Linked DNA regions of Mus musculus: region 1 is linked to region 2. Evidence: chromatin contacts called from public promoter capture Hi-C data. All regions are on one chromosome and are shown on one strand. The core of a region is the stretch at or near the end of the contact, and the rest is flanking DNA. Distances in the headings are between cores, read along the strand shown.

What was found. Promoter capture Hi-C pulls out the DNA fragments that hold promoters and counts their contacts.
Region 1: a promoter capture Hi-C map of pre-B cells shows a contact between it and region 2, with 2.2 times the contacts expected there. The contact joins the promoter of Snai1 here to the promoter of Snx21 in region 2.

The regions. Positions count from the first base shown.
Region 1 is chr2:167,534,242-167,540,120 of GRCm38.p6, reverse strand. It overlaps Snai1 (snail family zinc finger 1), which reads right to left and starts at 1,926. Exons shown (of 3, transcript NM_011427.3): 1 at 1,750-1,926; 2 at 923-1,450. The coding sequence starts at 1,831. It also overlaps the pseudogene Gm11474.
Region 2 is chr2:164,784,215-164,790,161 of GRCm38.p6, reverse strand. Snx21 (sorting nexin family member 21) reads right to left here and starts at 4,141. Exons shown (of 3, transcript NM_133924.3): 1 at 3,838-4,141; 2 at 3,307-3,464. The coding sequence starts at 4,096.

The DNA of each region.
Region 1 (5,879 bases), core at 677-3,176, 2.8 Mb before region 2:
CTTAGCAACCCAGCCGGAGAGAGGCAGCCTGTTACACTTTTATAGGTTAAATCTGAGGCAATCCGTGCCTGGGGGGGGGAAACGGGTAATCTTATTCAAGTAATAAAGGTGTCAGTGAGACCTGCAAATACCTCCCTGCCACCCCCAGGCCTCACTGCCCCAATGCTGGCCACCACAAGAGACGCACAGCTCTACCCCAAAGCCTGACACACTTTCCAAAGAGCAGCCCAACCGGAACCCCCACCAAGCCTGGCTGAAGCCTTCCCTCACTTCTAGAAGCTTCCCACGTGGCCCAAGGCTGAGAGGACAGCAAAGTCATGTCTTTGTTTCTCTTCTTAAAAAAAAAAAAAAAAAAAAAAAAAAAAGATGTGTCTATTCTATTCTTGTCCTACATGGATTGGTATGTTGCCTGCATGTATGTCTGTATGAGGGTGTCAGGTCCTCTGGAACTGGACTCTTAACAGGCAGTTAGTTAAGTTGTGAACTACCATGTGTGCTGGGAATTGAACTCAGGACCTCTGGAAGAGTAGCCAGTGCTCTAACCACTGAGCCGTCTTCATAGTCACTGGGAAGTCATTTCTTAGTGGCACCTGCACCTAGCACTTCACTCTACAAAGACCCCACGAAGTGTTCTCTGATACATTTTAGAAACGAGGAAACTGGGGAAGTTCTCGACTCAGGATTCAAGGCCAGGTGCAGAATATCCTGTCTAGCAATATCCTGTCTGACTTCTACAGTGTGGGTTGAGCCCGGATAGGGAACACCTCTTCACTCCTAGCCTCGAACAGCAAGGTACAGAATGGAGAACAACCAACATCTACTTTGTCCACTGCTTGGCAGCCTTAGGAGTAAGTGTTGAGTCCCCCCAGGGTCTAAGGCCAAACAGCCCAGACTCAGAGCTCAGCTATGCACACTCACTCACCAGTGTGGGTGCGGACGTGGCCCTGAAGCAGCCAGGGCCTAGAGAAGGCCTTTCCACAGGTCGTGCAGACACAAGGCAGCGTGTGGCTTCGGATGTGCATCTTCAGAGCGCCCAGGCTGAGGTACTCCTTGTTACAATATTTGCAGTTGAAGATCTTCCGCGACTGGGGGTCCTTGGCCACCGAGAGCCTGGCCAGCTGCTTGGGAAGTTGGCCCAAGCCAGGGAAGGCGATGAAGGCCTCGGCCTCCAGGGAGGAGGCCGAGGTGGACGAGAAGGACGACGGCGCCGGCGAGGGCGGGCTGGGCGGCTGGGAGCTTTTGCCACTGTCCTCATCGGACAGCGAGGTCAGCTCTACGGCCTTGGGGCTCTCCCGCAGCGGGAGGGTGGCCCAGGCAACCGGCCGCACTTGGGGTACCAGGAGAGAGTCCCAGATGAGGGTGGGCAGCGAAGCGGCGGGGTTGAGGACCTCGGGCGGAGGGATGGCGGCCAGCAGGTGGGCCTGGTCGTAGGGCTGCTGGAAGGTGAACTCTGCGGGAAGAGAAGAGACAGCAGGGAGTCAGCTGAGCGGATTCTCGGGGCGCCAGGTGGGGGGGCTTCCCGCCCGCCCCTCCCCTCCCCCGCCCGGACTCCGCAAAGCTACCCCCGCCTTCGAGTCTTCAACTCCCGGAGCCTCCCCGTCCCGGGTCAAAGACACCCTCGGTGGATCCCAACTGCCAAGACCCGGAGCTCCAGATCCACCTGTCGCGCCCGCAGAGCCCGATTCTCACCTCCCCCCAGCACCCTTGGGATCCCCCCCAGCCGCCCGCGTCCCGCACCCCACCACGCACCCACACACGCGTCCTGCAGCTCGCTATAGTTGGGCTTCCGGCGGGGGTCGGACGGCTTCCTGACCAGGAAGGAGCGCGGCATGTTGGCCAGAGCGACCTAGGTAGTCGGGGTCACCGGGTCGCGCAAGGTCGGTAGTCAACTCCGCTCGCGAGGCCCGGCCGCACACTACGATCCCCTAGCAGCAGCAAATTCCTTTAAGTACCAGGGCTGGGGGCGTGACCGTACTGTTGGTCACGCCCCTTTGTCAAGGCTGAGCCAATGGCTGGCGGCGGCGCGGCCGGAGACTGAGACCGGAGCAGGTGCGCCTGGGCTGCTGGGGCTCCCGCCGCGTGGCGCTGAGATTCCGCTTGGGCTCCTCCCGGACCGGACCGCGCGGCTTCCGAGCTCCTCGGGCGACCCCTGGTGGCCGCGCCTGCCCCACGACGAGCGCGGTGCCCCGCAACATCCCCGAGCTGCTGACCTTTGGGCGCTGGGGAGCCAGAAAGTGCGATGATATGCACGCGCTTAGGGGTTCCTGGAACTGTCTACACAGCCCTGAACAAAACACTACCCAGGGATGCCCTACGCAAGGATGGCTTCCCGGCCGTGGGAGAGAGAGACAGACAGAATAAACAGAGGATTCGAATACTAAAGGGAGGTGTGATTTGATGAAAGGAGGTGGGGAGAGACAGCTGTGACTGTCAATGAACGGTCACCTGACAGGGGAGGGTGTCTATGACTTCCTAGAGGAAGTGAAGAAGCACCGAGGGGAAAGGCCCGGGGTAAGAATCAGTAACTTCTGCCTGTCCAACCTTTGAGAGCAGGTTCCAGGATGAGGTTGGTGTTGGGCAGACCCTGAGGGGTCCGATTTCCTGGCCTCGGGTCTTTGGAGGAGTTTGGACTTTGCCTTACAGGCACTGGGGAGTCACGGAAGGACTTTCAGCTGAGGACGGACGTGTTTAGAGTTGCATTGTGAAACACCAATAAGGGCAGGTGCGAGGCAGAGGTAGCAAGGACCAGGGCTAAGGCTCCCGACTTCCTGAAAATCGTGTTGGAACGTTCACAGGGAGGAAGGGTGGCCTCGGAAACCAAACCCACACCCCCATAGTATGGGGTTATAAACACCTATAAAGCAGAGGGTCTACGGAAACCTCTGGGGCACCAGCTAGCATCGAGTCTCTAGGCACTGGAGGTAACAACAGGGAATAGAATCAGACTCCCAGCACTGGGGGTGGGGGGTGGGGGAGTGGGAGGATGGTCAGACAACAGGCAACCATCGTGGAGAACACTGCCCTCTGGGTAGATTTAGTTCATCCATGAGTCTCCCTGAGTCCAGAGGGAGAGCACACAGCGCCCCACCACCACCCTCGTCCCAACGGACAAGTCAGCTGACTAGGTTTTGACTTTTCTCCATCCCCTATGATCAGAGAACAGGCTTTCCTACCACGGGGCCTTGCTTGGTACCTGCCTTCCTCCAGTCCTGTTTTCTCTTCCAGATCCACACCTGGCTAGGCTTCCTTTCATCCCTTTCATCCTTTGTTTCAGCAGCCCCCCACTCCACCCCCTCAGCCTCCCCCAAGCCTGCTTAGTAAGAAGGAAAGAGAAAGGCAAATGAAGCCCACAAGGGGAGGCCTGTTCACAACCTCACACCTGCCAGAGGCCTGAAAGTAAAACTTGGTCAAATGATGGATGCTGGCTGGCATGCCGCTTAGGAAAGGTGTGACTTAGCCCCTAACGGGTGACAGGTGACTCTCCACGCCCAGGAAGCTCCCTTCCTAGGCCGACTGCCACCTAGGGTTTTTCAGCCAAGCTTTTCCTCAAGAGTGTCTGAAAACACCTAAGCCCGCCCTGCCCTCACTGGCAGACACATCCTGATTCGCTTATCTAGGGCGGGGTTGTTGGCATCGAATTTTAACTGTCAAAAGGACTGGATGCCTCTAAAGAGCAACCAAAGCTAAGAACCCACGGCCAGCCTCAAACCCAGACCAAACAAAAGGACAGTCCTGACACCTGTAAATAACCCCCCCCAGCCCCCCACAGGGTTTCTCTTTAGACCAGGCTGCCCTTGAACTCAGAGATTCACCTGGCTCCACCTCCCAAGTGCTGGGATCAAAGGTGTGTGCCACCATGGCCTGGCTGACACCTGTACTCTTAATATCAAAAAGAAAAAGGAAGAGAGAGAGAGAGAGAGAAAGAGAGAGAGAGAGAGAGAGAGAGCAGAAATCCCAAACAAAACAAAACAAAACACTCAAATATCTATCAACAATAGACACGGACTAACCAGGTTGCATACCCACAATAGAAGACCATACAGCAGCAAACAATAGCTACAGCCAGATGGGGGATACATCTGTATCCCTTCTACTTTGGAGGCAGAGCTAGAAAGCTTGGGACTTTGAGGCTAGCACTGAGAAGCCCGTCAGGAAAAGAAAGGAAGGCAGGCGTAGAGTATGTACAATTCCACACAACAAGCAGGACGTGGTGGCGCACGCCTTTGATCCCAGCACTCGAGAGGCAGAGGCAGGCAGATTTCTGAGTTCGAGGCCAGCCTGGTCTACAGAGTGAGTTTCAGGACAGCCAGGGCTATACAGAGAAACCCTGTCTCGAAAAACAACAACAACAACAACAACAACAACAACAACAACAACAACAAAATCCATGCAACAAGGCAGGCTGTAGAGTGTGTACAATTCCATGCAACAGCAGAATGATTCCCACCCCACAGTGATAAGCAAAAGCCAGGAACCAGTGTGCGGTTAGCTGCAGCTGGTCAAAAGTAGGAGTGGAATAGAATTCTGGACGCTCCTGCACTTCCAGAATGAAGGGGGGAGGGACGGGGGGTGGGGTGGGGGGATGTTTAATGTAGAATCTTCTTTAAAAAAAACAAAAAAAAAAAAACCCAAAAGGTATTTATGGCTGCTCTTGTTGTATCCCAAGCCAGCTCCCGACATGGGACTGAAGGACAAATGAAAGAGGCTCACTGGATCCGGAGACCCCAAAGAGGAAGAGGAGGAGGAAGAATTAGGGGACCCCGCCCCCAACAACAGTGAGAAAGCACTGTGAACAGCTGGAGAAGTGTGTAAAGGCCCAGGAACAACTAGAGTTGTGTGATAAGCGCGTGTCTTCCTGATCACAGTCAGAAGAGGGCTGTACAGAGGAGCTCTTTGACTTCCTGCATGCACGGGACCACTGTGTGGCCCCCACGCTCTTTAAAAGCTTGAAGTAAATGTGCAGATTCACCTGCCTCGGCCTTGTCCCTGGGAATCAGGAACAGTTCCTTGTGGATTTGAACATTGGTTTCTAATGCAGTGAGTTCTTCAGAACCTCACTGATTTGGGCAGGTAGCTTCTCTTCTGCAGTAACTAGCAGTGATGTCATCTTAATAAACTGATCTGCAAACTGGCAACAAAATGTATTTACTTATTTACTGTTGTTGTTTTTGAGATACAGTATCACTTTGTAGCCCTGGCTGTCCTGGAATGCACTCTGTAGACAAAGTTAGCCTCAAACTCACAGAGAACTGTCTGCCTCTGCCTCCCGAGTGCTGGGATTAAAGGTATGCGCCAGCACTGCCCATCCACATTTTTATGATTCTGTTTATATGTATGTGCCTGTGTGAGTGCATACCACATGTACAGATGTCCTCAGAGGCCAGACTCCCCTGGCATTTGAGTTAGAGGTGGTTGTGGGCCACATTGTCACTGCTGGGAGACAAACTCACTCAGGTCTACTGTAAGAGCTATTGCTCTTAGCTGCTGAGCTATTGATCCAGCGCTCTCTCTCTCTCTCTCTCTCTCTCTCTCTCTCTCTCTCTCTCTCTCTCTCTCCAGTGTTTCCTAGAATTCCAGATCCTCCTGCCTTTATCTCCCTAGTGCTGAGATCTTATGCAGGAACCTAGACTGTGTAGTGCTACAGGTCAAAGCCAGGCTTGTGTGTGAGTTGTGTGTGAGCTACATCCAGAGCCCTACCCTCAATTCTTTTGCTGTTATTTTGGATCTTTTTTTTTTTTTTTTTTTTTTTTTGAGAGAGTGTCTGTAACCCAGACTGATCTCAAACTCACTATGTAACCAAGGATGACCCTAAACATCTGACCCTCCCCTTCCCAGGAGCAGACATCACAGGTCTCTAGAGACCACCTGAAGGAAAGGTA
Region 2 (5,947 bases), core at 2,892-5,391:
GGTAAGGATCAGTTAGGACTAATGAGGATCGATGCCAAGCTGACGGTTTAAATGGGGCACCTGCAAGGGTCCACATTAAAGGGCTACCCAGCATATCCAGACATTTCCCCCAAGTATATCCAATGGGGCTGCCAGTAGCCCCGTTATTCCAGTTAGGCTTACCTGGTCTTTCTTTTTTTGAAGATTCACAGTGCATTAAAACAACAAAAACCCATTTCACACCCATCCGCCCTGTATTGTTCAAACAGACAGACTAGATACTGTTTCCTTTCTTTTTTTTTCCCCAGGCTGGCTTTGAACTCCTGATCTTCATGCCTCCATCTCCCAAGTACTGGACAAACACCCACCCGCCAGGCCTCGCTCTTTTCTTGTTTTTCTACAACTCTAAGAAAAGGTGTTTTCCACAGGACACACTGTAGGAAGAGCTGCTCTGCATCAATCTTTTATGTATATAAGTTGATTTTTAAAATGCTAACATGCTTATTCTTAAAGAATTTTATGTACATATAAAACTACTTTGAGGGCTGGCGAGATGGCTCAGTGGTTAAGAGCGCCGACTGCTCTTCCAAAGGTCCCGAGTTCAAATCCCAGAAACCACATGGTGGCTCACAACCATCTGTAACGAAATCTGACGCCCTCTTCTGGTGTGTCTGAAGACAGCTACAGTGTACTTACATATAATAAATAAATAAATCTAAAAACAAAAAACAAAAAAAAAAACCTACTTTGATCATATTTATTCCTCACTCTTCCCTTCTATTTTTATTTTTAAATTTTTGCCAAAGACCATTTCCTATCCGCGTAGGTAACAGTGGTTGTGGTTGTTGGGGCTCGGCTGTAGGTCAGTGACCACGATCTTCCTAACTTGTGTGAGGCCATGGGTTCCATTGCAGTAGCACAGCATGGTGTGACTGCTGTTCTGTCGACTGCCTCGTGCTGGACCACACATCTCCATCCTGCTGTCACTTAACCATCAACAGCCCTGCAAGGTCAGTCTCTGGTCTCTGTCAGCTGAGGAAGCAGGCTCCAAGAGGGAGTGAAGGGCACAACCCTGGCTCTGAGACCTGATGCTAAAGCCCTTACTCTTGACCTCCAGGGGAAGAAATATGGAGACATGGGATGCCCACTGTACGGAGGAGGAAGCTTCATTTTCTAGACACAGGAGAGGACAGAAGATGGCCCCTGCCACCCCTCCCCCCCTTTTTTTAAGGCTTTTCACCTAGGTCTCCTGGGTCACGCACATTCCTTTCTGAGAGAGCTGTTCTTTGTTGACTGACCCTTGGTATCTCCTTCCTGTGCATGACCCCTTACCCACCTCTGAGCTCTGGAACATTTGCCACTTAAGACTGGACCGTCAGGGGCTAGGAGTGTGTAGGTGGTGGTACAGCATCTACTCCGCATGCATGGGATTTGATGCTTAACAAGATCTAAAGCCTGCATTACCTCTCCCTGAACAAAGTGGAGCAGTCATGGGTGTGGTCCTTGTTACTAACAGCAACAGAGAAGGGTGGAGGGACCCAGATGCGGGCCAGGCCTCCAGGGCCCCTGTCCTGCTGAATCAGAGGTAGAAGAAGGAAGGGACAAGCTGGGAGTTGTCACTGTCAGGGCAGACCAGGACCAGCTAGCTCAGATGGGTTTCAGACCTGAAGGGGGCAGAACCCGGTGGATCTGTCTCTCTGCCAGTCTCTTCCCTTCACACAGCAAGGGAAACAGGGACTCTAGGCCTGGCTCCAGACTGCTCTCTACTCCTTAGCCCTGACGGTGCTGGAGGTGGGAATGCTGGAGAGCGGATTCACCAGGAGGTTGCAGCAGCCTCTCCATACCTGACATTGCCAATCTAAAGTTAAATAACAATACAGGCTGAATATCCCTTATCCAAGATCAGAAATCAATAGTTCAGATTTTGGAATATTTGCATATATATGTACACACACATACACACATATATATGTACATATGTGTATATATATACACACACACATATATTTCTTAGAGAAATAGGACTCAAGTCTAAATACAGGATCAGTACAGTAAATAAATAGTGTGAGACTGGGTCTCATGTCTTCCAGGAGACTGGCTTTGAGCTTCTGTAGCTGAGGGTGATCTTGAACCCCTGACCCGACTCCCCTTTCAAGTGCTGGGCCCATAGGTATGAGCCACCACCACACCCATTTATGCAGAACCGAGCCAGCGCTCCGGTCCACCGAGCATTCATTACATCTTCTAAACTCGAATTTCTGATGCACTTTATGGACACAGCCTGAAGGCAGTTTGGCTTTTGTTTGTTTTGAGACAGGCATGGTTTTCCGTAGCCCAAGCTGGTCTCGCTTAGTATCCGGACTGCCCTTAAACTGACACATTTGCTCTACTTCCGAACTGCATGAGCACACTCAGCTCCGGGCAATTCCCTATCATTTCCGGGGTTTGGGATAAAGCTCAGAGGTCTGCAGCACTATAAGCAGCTGCTATATCAATGAGATACATTCCAATTTGTTGTTTGGCTTTTTTTTTTTTTTTTTTTTTTTTTTTGAGACAGGATCTAAATATGTAGCCGTAGTTAGCCTTGAACTTGGGGGCAGTCTTATTGCTTCAGCCTTTCAAGTCCCTGTGCAATATTTTTTAAATGGGCCTACATTTTGCACACATATCAAGTGAAGTTAGGTGTGGAATTTTCCACTTGCGGCCTCACGTGGACACTCAAATGCTTCAGATTTTCAAGCATTTCAGATTGGGGAATTTGACACTATACAGCTACAGTTTTAATCTATCACAGTGCCAGACAATGCTAAGGTTTCCCTGCGCCTGGCCTCATTTACCTCCTATTATAATCCCATGTATTGCCTATTGCTCAAAAGAGGAAACTGGGGGCCACTGAGGCCACAGAACCCACCCAAGGGGAAGCCACTGGTAAACACAGGGGATGTGAATCAAGACTGGTCTGGATCCAAAGCCCATTTCCTTAATCCTGACCCATGCCACTGGGTCTCAATACTGTGTCCTGCTGCGGTTGACAGAAACCCACAGGGTACAGAAAGAAACACACATCAGTTCTCGTAACCTCAAGACTAGGACAGGAGGCAACTCCTAAGGCCACATTCTCAGTTTTAGAGAAACTAAGTCATTTGCCTGAGGACGTGTTCAGTTGACACCCATCTTCTCATCTGGTCTCAGTTCCCCCAGGTGTAAAATAAGGACATCCTTTTATAACTGCATGGCCACGACCCCCGCCCCAAAATCTGTGCTATTTCCTTTCTCTCAGCTAGACATCTAGACTCGCTGCTCAAGGGTTCCTGGAACCTCACTCACCACGTACTTGGAGGGAGGGTCTTTGACAACATTGGCGCTGGTCACCTCAAAGAGCAGCCTCTGTGGAACTAGGGTGTTCCGAGACTTTTTCCAGAAATCCTGCAGCTGGCGGGCCAGGAGTTGACTGCTCCGTTGTCCATCAGGTGGGGGACTTCGTTCTGCACAAGCACATGACCCGTCATTATGGGGGTGGCTAGCTCCAGAGTTAACGTAAACAAAATGCCATGACCTCATTCACAGAAGCGAGATGTGCTTCACCCCAGCGCCTGGCTTACAGTGGATGCTAAACCTCCACCCGAAGCAGCTAGCACACACGTTTGTTTCCCTGGTCCTGTGCATTTAATATCTACAAAAAACCCGAGATGGTGTGATTCCCATAGTGTTGTGAGTCAAGGTCACACAGCCAAACCGTGTCTGGAAGAGCTTATAGTGTCAATAGTTTCAGAGAGAAAACTCAGGATGCCCTCGGACCGCGTCCAGCGGGGAGGCCTAACCGAGCCCCGGGGTTCCTGTCTGTCCTCCCGCACTCGCCTGCGTCTTCTCCCGATGCCCCGTCTCCTGAGGGCGGCGAGTCGAGGCCCGCCTCGTCGTCCTCGTCTTCGTCGTCAGGGTCATCCTCCGCACTAGTGAAGCTGAGGGTGCCACTGAGGCGGGAGGACAGGCCCTCGGCGTCATCGTCCTCCAGCTCTGAGCTCTCAGGGAACTGCTCGGCCTCTGGGCCCGCCGCCGCCTCCCCGGGGCCATCGCTGGCCAGGGCGTGTCGCAGCCGGTGTAGGAGCCGCGAGGCCATGGCACCCAGGGGGGAGCGCGCCACGCTGGGTCCAGGGCTGAAGAGGGAGGGGACCCCCGCCCGGAGAGGGACCCGGGGGCGTGTCAGGGGCGTGGCACAAGAGGCCACGCCCACGGGCCGCGGCCGCTGGGGACGTGCGGGAGGCCGGCCTCTGCCCTGTTCCTCCCGCAGGCCGGGACGCGCCTCCACCCACCGCGTCCCAAGTGCGTTCGGGGCGGGCTCCCGGGATTTGGTGCAGCAGCCTGGCGGATTTAAGAGGCTCTCCGCCCAGGCAGCTCACGGCGCCGCCTCGCTGCTTCCTGCCGCCGCTCCGCCTCCGCCCCGCCAGCTCCCTCTCCCGGAGCTGTTAGAATCCCAAGCCGCTGCCTGCGGGAGGGACGCGGAGGGCAGCCGGGCGGGCCAAGGCTTCCCCCGAAACCCAGCCGGATCGTGGTGGCCGCGCCCCCTCTTGGACTCGCCCACCCCTCCTGGTCTCCTGAGGCCGCCCCAAGCTTTACCCCTAATCTCCATACAGTGCCATGTAACTTTACAGTGTAATTTCGCGGCATTTGGGAGCTCGGCTCTCCCTTGAGTGAAGCTTGAAATCCGGTTTCGTCCAGCCTAGGTTTTCTCATATGAAACAAGAATACTAATACTCATACTAAATTTTCACTCATACTAAATTTTCAGCTCTTGTAAAAACCCCAGTCCGGTGCCTGTGTGAGAAACCTAGCCCTTCCCAGTTTCGTTTGAACTTAACCTGGGGGAAGTAGTCAAAGAGGAAAACATCCAGAGAGGCTGTTACTTGTTCAAGGTTGCCCAGTTTGTCAGAGATCTCTAGCGTGGGAGCTCTTGAACTGATTTATTTTCCCACGCGTGCGGGGTTGCTTGGGTAATCTCTATAACTCTCTTGGAGAACTGCAGTTTATCTTTTACTGCAGGGTAGCAGTAGTCAGGAAAATGATTGCTGATCCCTGTCCCAAGGCTTACATGTCAGACCTAGCAGGCAGATTTGGCTAGTTAGACAATAAAACAAGTTATCTCAAAGGCCAGGTGTGGTGCTCCTGTGGCTCATGCCATTAATCCTAGCCCTGGCTCTCGGGAGGCAAAGGTAGGAGGATCATTGTGAGTTCAAGAACAGCCTGGTTTACTGTTGAGGTCCAGAACTAAATAGAGACCCTGCCTCAAAATTATCTCAGACAGTATCAAAATTAAGTATCTCCTATCCCCTTTTAGGGCGTGGGAGAGGGATGGAGGATATGAACGGAAAGACCTTCCTGGCCTTTACTGAACAGAAGGGTCTCAGATTTTAGCACTCATGGCGTCTTGTAAGTATTTCATACACTGTCACATGTCAGTCTCAGAGGATGAAGTTACAGTAATGATTATTTTTCTAAACGATTTATTTATTTCATATATGTGGTTATACTGTCGCTGTCTTCAGACACAGCAGAAAATGGCATTGGATGACCATTACAGATGGTTGCTGGGAATTGAACTTAGGACCTATGGAAGAGCAGTCAGTGCTCTTAGCCACTGAGCCATCTCTCCAGCCCCTCCCCCCCCCCTTGATGGTTCTTTTTTAATATGAGGAAACTAAGGCTGAGACTGGAAAGATGGTTTAGTGGTTAAGGGTGTGTATTTAGAAGAACTCTGGTAGAAGACCAGAGCTTGGTTTTCAGTACCCAAACTGGCAGTTATAGGCGCCCTCTTCTGGCCTCCAAAAGTTCCTGCACACATGTACACAAAACCCAAACACAAATACACATAATTAAAAACAGAATAAGTCTTAGAAAAAAGCCAGGTGTGGTGGTGCACACTTTTAATCCCAGCATTCGGGAGGCAGACAGGTGGATTTCTATGAATTCAAGA